Regions from separate parts of the Mus musculus genome. Here regions 1 and 2 are each linked to region 3. The links are chromatin contacts, called in public HiChIP or PLAC-seq maps. All regions are on one chromosome and are shown on one strand. Each heading gives the region's core, a stretch centred on a gene start, on an enhancer-like site or on the middle of the called end of the contact. The rest is flanking DNA. Distances are from core to core; before and after follow the strand shown. Region 1 overlaps Vwf (Von Willebrand factor). Region 2 holds the start of Cd9 (CD9 antigen). Region 3 holds the start of Mrpl51 (mitochondrial ribosomal protein L51).

Region 1 (2,800 bases), core at 144-2,643, 410 kb after region 3:
GACAAGAACGAGATCATGGAATTATGGAAATATTCAGTCTGGAAGGACCTTGAAAGACCCTCATGGCTTTGAGAAACAGCATCCGAGGTCACAGCAGTGTGCTTTAGTTTTAAGCTGGAAAGTCAGGGAAAAGACCTTGATTGCCTTGTGTGTGTGTGTGTGTGTGTGTGTGTGTGTGTGTGTGTGTGTGTGTGACTTGGCATTTGTAAAACAAACAAGGAAGGCCATTTGCCCACCTTTCTTAGTTGCATGTATGTCTGTGGGTCTGGAACCTTCCACATGCACCTTGTTAAGTCACAGCTGGGAGCTAGAAGGGGCTTCCAAGATGACTACGGGGACTCAGGCCTGACCTGTGAGACTTTGGATCATCAGGATGGGGGGTGTGCGGGGACCACCTGGTTTCACTGATTACCCACAGAGCTATCATTGGACTCTTGGGGTCTGGTCCCTACCAGTTCTTCAAATCTGCACCATGGAATTCAGTGGCGCCCCAGCTGTCCTGGGAAAAAGCTGCCTCCACACCACTGCTTGGCCCTGAGTGTGCACTTTGGGGTCAAACTCATCATGGCTCACTGCTGAGGTCTGATCAGCGAGTGAGAGACGGGGCTAGAATCTGAGCCCTGCTTCCTTGAGAGAAGGGGATAGAATCTGAGCCCTGCTTCCTTCCTGGTGTCCTCAGCAGGAGATTAGAAGACAGGTGTTGCTCCTGGACACCAGACACAAGCTCCTGGGGGCTTGGACTACACCGTCCTCAGTCTGCCTTGTCTGTTTGTAACTAATATCTGTCCAACGAACAGTTTGCATGTTCTCTCACTGTTGCTTAGCCCATGTCTGTTGATAGTCACTTTAGTCACAGACATAGGGAGCACGAAGGTCTGGGGGATTCAAGTTGCTTGCTCTTTCCAGCCGTGTCACCCTCGATGGGATCTTAGGCAATCTCTCCCTCCCTCCCCCTCTTCTTCCTCCCTCTCTCCCTCCCCCTTTCTCCCTCTTTCTCTCTTTCCCTATCTCCCTCCTCCTTCTCTTCTCTTTCCCTGTGTCCCTCCTCCTCCCCTCCCCCTCCCCCCCTCCTTCTTCTTCTCTCTCTCCCCCTAATTCCTAGAATCCTTCTGGCTGACTTTTCTTTGAGGAGCGACAGCCAGCTGCACGACACCTAGCTGCATAGCTTGCAGTGGTCCTCCAGTTCGCAGCCCGGGACTTAGTCGTCCTGACATTAATTTTTCACCTGGGGAAATTTTTTGGTGCAAATGATCTCATTAACTAAGTGGAACCATTGTGGCACTGGGGGACAGCTGCTCCAAGGCCCGGCTTCTTCCGGCAGCTGTCCCCAGTCTATTCTGGGAAGACCTGTGGCTTGTGTGGGAATTACAACGGCAACAAGGGAGACGACTTCCTCACGCCGGCCGGCTTGGTGGAGCCCCTGGTGGTAGACTTCGGAAACGCCTGGAAGCTTCAAGGGGACTGTTCGGACCTGCGCAGGCAACACAGCGACCCCTGCAGCCTGAATCCACGCTTGAGTATGTGAGCCGCAGACCCCGGGGTCTCCCGTGGTCCAGGCAGGCATTCCACGGGACACAGAGAGAGGGAAGGCAAAGGCGGAGCCATTGGCCCAGCCTTTATTTTGACCACTGGCCGTTGAGATCCACATTTGGCTCATTTCCTTTTCAAAGTTTGTTTATTGAACACCCTCCATCCATGGGTGAAATCCCAAGAAAGAATAGAATATTGGGTCGTTTCTGGCCCGGAAAAGACCCAGTCTAGAGCAGCGGTGGGTGTGGGAGCTTAAAGTTGACTTGTATGATAGATGCGCTGCAGTGACCCTGTGTGGACACGGTGCTGCGACATCTCTGCTCTTGCTAGCTTCTGCTACTCTAACCACCGTCTCCGGTCAGTGGGTCTTTGGGGAACGCACATTTACCCGTTACTGAGCCAAACGCAGAACTGTACATTGGCACCAGAAGCCAGAGCCAGATAGATTAATTTTGGTAGCAACAGAAAAGGGAACTGGCTTTGTTTGTGGGGAAGAGGGTGGGGTGAGGTATGGATGTTAGAGTCCCTGAGGCTGGCCCCAGAGGAACGGGCAGGGCCACGTCTTGTTCTGCACAGGCTCTCCTTTCTCTTCAACAGCCAGGTTTGCAGAGGAGGCTTGTGCGCTCCTGACGTCCTCCAAGTTCGAGGCCTGCCACCACGCAGTCAGCCCTCTGCCCTATCTGCAGAACTGCCGTTATGATGTTTGCTCCTGCTCCGACAGCCGGGATTGCCTGTGTAACGCAGTAGCTAACTATGCTGCCGAGTGTGCCCGAAAAGGCGTGCACATCGGGTGGCGGGAGCCTGGCTTCTGTGGTGAGAACTCCATAACCAGTTAACCTCCTTTAGGCAATCAATTCAAACTCTTCTGACAACTTGTGGGTCTGGGTCCACCTGTCCTTTTCAAAGGTACTTTCTTTGAATAATTTCATTTGGAAACAGGCCCCAGTGACAAACTTGGGGCTACAGTTCTTTTGCAGCCATTTCTCCTGCCTTCTGCTCTTGGCTGGTAATGGGGTGGGTTCCTGCGTAAAAGTAAGTTGGAACTCCTTACAGAAGCCATGGACTTTGGAGTTGCATAGGCCTGGCTGAGAGTGCCTGTAAATGCTGCCACCTAGTGTTCATTCCTTGTATGAGCATGCCGTGGTGTGAGTTTGGAATGCTGGAATCCTTTGCTTGTAATGTCAGGCAAGGCAGACGTGGGACCTGGCCCACGGTCTTTGGCATCGTATAAAGTTATGCAGCATTGAATAATGCCATTGTTCTAGTTGAA
Region 2 (2,934 bases), core at 435-2,934, 300 kb after region 3:
GCCATGGGGGGCAGATGGGAGATGTAGGCAACTATGTGGTTTCCCCTTAGCACCAAACTTTCACACCATCTATGCAGGCGTCTGGGGACTGACCGACAGACTAGCAGGGAAGAGACTAAAAGGTAGAGGGAGGAAAACTCCCCAAAGGACAGGGCGGGGTTGGGTGGGGCCAGCTGCCTTCAGACTTTGTTTTGTAACAAAGCGCTCAAGCTGATGAGTGGACCAAGCCAAGCCTGGGAGCTGGCTGCCTGTCTGCAGAACTGGGGAAACACAAGCAGGGAATGTCCTCTGACATCCTCTTAAGTTGTATGGGTGTGGTGGCTCCTAGAAACCCAGGGCAGTCTCTGCAGGTTGTGCAACACTTCCAAGCAACCCTGGAGAGTATTAAACCTTACAGTTGCTGGAAGATGGTGAGCATCCCGGTGGCCAGCTCCAAAGGGAATAGTGGACTTTTTAGTTGTTGTTGTTCAAAGTCTCTGGTGGCACAGGAGTTGCCTAGTTAAGCTCTTTCCTGATTGCCTGGGAGCAAATTCCGTCCATTTGTGTTTGGGAGTGTGCCCTCTCAGAATCAGGACAAAAGGGTCTTCCGTGTATTTCCTTGCTTCTGTCCCTGAGTTTTGGGAGAGTGGACACTCTCTTGTTGCCCTACCCAGAGGCCCATCTGTAGAGTCTACTAGCACCTGCCTCTGGACCCTCTGCAGGTGAACGGCCATTCCCCTTGGCCCCACCTGGACATTTTTAGAGCGAGGCTTCAAGCCCGCAGTACCTGATTACCTGGGAAATGCAGAAACACCGGATTTATCCCATCTAGAGGCGCCAATAGGCACCTTCCCCGCCTTCTTTTCTCTTAACTCTCCCAGAGTTCTCTACAGCCAAGATAGTTATCGCTCTTGAAAAAGAATCAAGACAATCTAGTCTTTCAGGTAGCTTAGAGAGAGGCATGGACGTTTTCAGTTGAGAGTTCAGGTCCTAAACAAGGAATGTCCGACCTCCAGGTGCAGGGAAGACTCCCCACACCCACTTCCTCTCCCTCCGTAGCACCCCTTGTCACTTGTGGGACCACCGAAGTGGGAGACGCTCGACTGCCCTGCTGGCAAGGAGCCTTGCGGGCCGGGGAGGGCATCGAGTTACTCGAAAAGGTTGCTCCGCTCCTCCCTCACTCCTCTCTCACACTCGGGGGTGCTCCGGGTGGGAGCAGGCACAGAGCCCATCTCAAATACTCGGCGGTAGAAGGACCCGGGAGCGAAGTGCACAGCCGGAGCCACCAGGACCCTCGGCTCTCCCACCCACTTGCTCCTCCCGCCCACCTGCCAGTCCCGCCTGGCCAGCTGGCAGCCGCTGCGCCTTTCTCTACTCGCCCGGAGTCCGCCTGGCGCGCGCAGTACCAGCGGCTCCCGGCGCTCTCGGCCGCCGGGACACTCTCCGCCCCGGACGCCGTCTCGGGCCTGAGAACAGGTGGCCTCGGAGAGGAGCGCGCCGACAGTCGCCTCTCACTCACCCAGAAGATGAAGTTAAATCCGAAGAGCAGGTATTTGATGCACTTGCTACCTCCTTTGACCGGCATGGTACAAGCTGGAGTTGCGTGGGACAAGAGGCACGAACGACTGGGACAGAAGGGACTCGACAACCGACTGAGACACGCTGCGGCTAGGGGCTGGCCTGAGGCTCCACTTTTAAAAAGTGCCACTCCTTACGGCGCTCGGCCAGCTGCTATGCGCATGTGCGGAGGGATGCCGACCCCGCCCCCCGGCCCACCTGCCCCGCCCATGCTCTAATCCCCTCCCCAGACCCAGGTTCTGGGACTTCGGTTTCACCCTCAGTGCAGAGCTCTCTCTGCACCTAACTTTTGCCGTCTGGTTTCTAAGATCCTCTTTCCCTCCATCTTCCTTCTTCCCACCGTCTCGGGGTCTTTCCGGACCTCCGTACCCGACTTCTTTTACGGGGAGTTAAGTGCCGGCCTCGCCTTTCCCGTTCATCCTAGTTCATCCTGGGCTCTGCATAAGAGCTCACGTTGGAAGACCCCCAAGGGCCATGTAATCTTAAGAACCTTTTCAGATTCCCGAGGCAAGTCTGCGAGCCCCTATTTGCCTGGCTTGCGTTCTCTCTGACACCTCCTTGTAAACCTTTCTGGACTGAACGCACTTAGTTGAGCACGGTGGCCGCTAGAATGTTCTAGGTGCTAATCTGAGCAGTTCTACTTTGCTCAGAAACTTTCTACGTTCAGAGACTTGAGTTGAAACCCTTCTTCATCCTGTATTTACTCCGTTCATTCCCTGCCACACCTGATGCCACACCCCTACTCTGCTGCGCCTCCATGCCTGCAGGGGTGTATGCTGGCCGCCCTGCCTCCTTGTGAAAATTCTATTGTGCTTTATTATTTTTTTTATTTAAATCTATTATTATTTTGAGACAGAGTCTTACTATGCTGTCCTATCTGGCTTGGAACGCCCTGTGTAAACCAGGCTGGCCTTGAACTCATAAAGATCTGTCTGCCTCTGCTGGGATGTGCCAATACGCCCAGCGATTTCATTTCTTTTGAAGTAGGATTTAGCCGTTTGTAGACCTACTGACCCGGAATTTGCTTATGTAGCTCAGGCTATCTTCAACTCCAGTCCTCCTGCCAGAGCGGTTCAGGCCACCACGTCCTGCTCTGTGACTCTCTAAATTCTTTCTTGATTTTTTCAACAGGGTGAAGAGGCCCTTCTCAATATCCTTTACAGTTTTCTCTTCCTCACCCCTGCAGGAAGTTTCCTTAGCATTCTTCATTGCAAAAGCAAACCGTACTTATTACAGAAACATCAGAAAATATCAGAAAGCAAAAAGAATGTGAGTTAAAATTTTTTTTCCTGGGTTAAAGTACGTTGGAGGCCAACGCCACAGGAGACCCGGTCCCCAAAAACAAAAAATAAAAACAAGAAACTTTTTCACATAGCA
Region 3 (2,766 bases), core at 106-2,605:
TTATTCTGACACTAAGTCATTGAGTCTCATGGTCTCTGTAAAATGGTGTTGCTCTGGGGATCAAAAGAATCAAGGGATAAAAACTAGTCAATAGCCAGGGGTGGTGGAACATGTGTATAAAGGCAACATTAGAAGGCTGAGGCAGGAGGACTGCTGAGTTTGATGTCAGCCAGGACTGCAGTGAGGCTGCAAGGAGTACATCTCAACAACAACAACAACAACAACAACAACAACACAACAACACAAGACAATACTAATGAACTATTAAGTGACAATCAGTGTATACATACAGACTTATTGCTTCCATTTTAAAGTGAAAAAAATCCTTAAGAAATATTTTACTGAGCATTGGGGTTCCAGCCCAATCAATGGAATGGAAGGACATTAACTTCTACTTATCCTGTGCCTGATTTCAGTCTCATGGGGTGCAGAACGAAACAACCAAATTTACACATTGGGTAGTAAGGCTATGCGATTTTGCCCACACCACACATTCAGATTCTGATCTGTCAGACACACAGCCATACTGGATCTCAAGGGCATCCCTACCAGACCGTCGCTCCCGACCGCACTCCGGCAAAGGCTGCGTCACGTCCTGGACCTGCTTTTTCTCAACCTTTCCCTTCCCAACCTTTCGCACTGCCACATCTCACCTGGACCCCGCGACACCCCTCACCCGCCGCTTCTTCAACCGGAGAGCCCCCTGCTGAAAAGGAAGGAAGAAAACAATAGGGCAGGATACGCGCCAAACAACGAGATGGTTTTCAAGCTAGCGGAGGAACCGGCCAATCCGCGGCAGGCTGAGACGGAGACCCGCCTCAGCGCCAGGCGTCGCGCTCGCGGAGCCCGCAATTCCCTGTTCAAACCTCAACGGCTGCCAGGAGGCCAATCGCGACAGAGGCTGGAGAAGCCAACCAATCACAGCCCCGGGGGCGGGGCAAGCGGGCGAGGGGCGTGGCCCCGAGTCTGCGCTTTCCCGGCATCTCTACCGTAGTCGGCTAAGCATGGTCACCCGTTGTCTCTCCGCGGGCCGCCTAAAGCAGTCCAGCTTTTAACCATGTGGCGCCCGGCCCTGTACACTCCGGGAATATACTGCCCCAGCAAAACTCAGCTTGCCGTAGCGCCAGGCTCCCGTCCTCCACTTCCCTCACAGTTGAGGACGCGCAAGGGACAGGAGAGAGCTTATTTTAACGGAATTTCGGTTTGGGGGCGTCCTTTCCTGCGACAACAAACACCGCAGCGGTTCCATTCTTCCAGGGGCTAAACCGGAAGTATTTGACTGGACGCGCCTCACAGGCCGGAACTTGGAGGGCGGGGCTTGTGGCTGTGCGAGCCACCTTGGGATGACTCCCTAAGCTACCTGGGTAAGGCCCAAAATGGCTCCTCTTACTGTCACTACCGTGTGAGTCCCGCCTGGGACTGTAATCTGTGTCTTGGCTTTGGAATTCACACCCGCTCCCCATTTTTCCGGCTGGTTTGCTGCCCCTACTGAGGCGGACAGGCTAGAGTAATGGCAGGGAGTGTCCCTTGGGCGGCAAGTAGGAGACTGTGGGGCTGGGTGCCCTCGGCATGCCGAAGCTTCTCTCTGGGTAAGTGGCTTAAGTGTAGTAGGACGGCCGGCTAACGGCTTGTCACTGGGCAGTGCTGATTCATGCTTCTGTCCTTCCCTAGGCGTCCCACGGTTGGCCTTCGTAAGGCTCACTCTTCCACCTCCCAAAGTGGTTGATCGCTGGAACGAGAAGAGGGCTCTGTTTGGCGTCTACGACAACATTGGAATCCTGGGTAGGACGCGATTCCTGGTTTCTGAAGGATTAGTATGCTCTCTTGACTCTTTCGGTTTTATTTGTGGAGAGAATAGTAATGTGCCCGGGGCAAGCCTGGGGGCACAAACCTGTTACACGGGAGATGAAGCCAGGCAAGACCAGTCTGAGATGCGGAGAATAGTGAGGAGTGCGGGACTCAGTCTCACTAACACAGTAGTGGGCAGGTCTGAGGGCCAAAGCGAGTAAATGGGAGTGTCAGTATTTGAACCCAGACATTTCTGGCTGCAAAGTCTTTACTCCTTTCTTTCTTTCTTCTTTTTTAAATAAGATTTTTGTGTTTTCTGAATGTGTACCGTGTACTGCTCAAGCAATGCCTGCAGGTTCAGGGTGACTTCCTAGAACTTCCCTTTCAGGCAGTCGTGAACCTTCAGTTGAGAGTGCTGGGGAATCCTTTGGAAGAGCAAGTGTTACAAAGACTCTGTCCCTTGTACTAGACTGGTGTGTGCCTTGTCTGTCAGTAGTTCTGATCAGGGAGATGAAACTGTGTTGAAGGCCTAGTTGGGCTAGGCTGACTTCTCTTCTCTTGAAACTAGTATATATTCTGTCACGTTACAGGGAATTTCGAGAAGCACCCAAAAGAACTGATCAAGGGCCCAGTATGGCTTCGAGGCTGGAGAGGAAATGAATTGCAGCGTTGTGTCCGAAAGAAGAAATTTGTGGGAAACAGGATGTTCATTGAGGACCTGCATAACCTTAACAAACGGATCAGCTATCTCTACAAACACTTTAACCGACATGGGAAGTACAGATAGGACGGGAAATGTGTCACCCTGGAGAAGGGGAACAGGACTTATCCCAGCAAGGAGAGAGCTTTGTGTGCTCGATGTAATAAAAAAATGGGGCTCCTTTGGAATCTGATATGCCCAGTGCTACATTTACTCATGCACTCTGACGTCTGCCTCGTTCCTAAGTCACATGATCTTTTGTTACTATTACTTACAGC

What was found. HiChIP or PLAC-seq counts read pairs in DNA pulled down with a chosen protein or histone mark.
Region 1: an H3K4me3 HiChIP or PLAC-seq map of bone marrow-derived macrophages shows a contact between it and region 3, with 3 times the contacts expected there. The contact joins the enhancer-like site here to the promoter of Mrpl51 in region 3. A contact is called at or near these places in 3 of 39 promoter capture datasets (the 3T3-L1 cell line, cranial neural crest and pre-B cells), 3 of 484 Hi-C or Micro-C datasets (embryonic stem cells, gonadal supporting cells and nephron progenitors), 3 of 115 datasets of contacts at active chromatin or transcription factors (the NIH/3T3 cell line, bone marrow-derived macrophages and stem cell-derived neural progenitor cells) and 1 of 9 other capture datasets (liver).
Region 2: a contact with region 3 is called in an H3K4me3 HiChIP or PLAC-seq map of embryonic stem cells, with 12 read pairs. The contact joins the promoter of Cd9 here to the promoter of Mrpl51 in region 3. A contact is called at or near these places in 2 of 39 promoter capture datasets (the 3T3-L1 cell line and embryonic stem cells) and 3 of 115 datasets of contacts at active chromatin or transcription factors (embryonic stem cells and microglia).

Annotation. Positions count from the first base shown.
Region 1 is chr6:125,602,003-125,604,802 of GRCm38.p6, forward strand. It overlaps Vwf (Von Willebrand factor), which reads left to right. Exons shown (of 52, transcript NM_011708.4): 14 at 1,322-1,517; 15 at 2,128-2,343. Among named protein-coding and RNA genes, the nearest start is that of Vwf, 50 kb to the left of the region's middle. Within about 2 kb of position 1,394, at least 165 of the 459 cell types and tissues checked have an H3K27ac peak or open chromatin away from gene starts, as enhancers often do. A contact at or near this core is called in bone marrow-derived macrophages, where this site is marked.
Region 2 is chr6:125,493,076-125,496,009 of GRCm38.p6, forward strand. It overlaps Cd9 (CD9 antigen), which reads right to left and starts at 1,685. Exons shown (of 8, transcript NM_007657.4): 1 at 1,499-1,685. The coding sequence starts at 1,564. It overlaps Gm26728 (a long non-coding RNA gene), which reads left to right and starts at 358. Exons shown (of 6, transcript XR_869432.2): 1 at 358-410; 2 at 2,689-2,826.
Region 3 is chr6:125,190,845-125,193,610 of GRCm38.p6, forward strand. It overlaps Mrpl51 (mitochondrial ribosomal protein L51), which reads left to right and starts at 1,356. Exons shown (of 3, transcript NM_025595.3): 1 at 1,356-1,589; 2 at 1,672-1,782; 3 at 2,379-2,766. The coding sequence starts at 1,511. The coding sequence ends at 2,575. Ncapd2 (non-SMC condensin I complex, subunit D2) reads right to left here and starts at 742. Exons shown (of 32, transcript NM_146171.1): 1 at 654-742.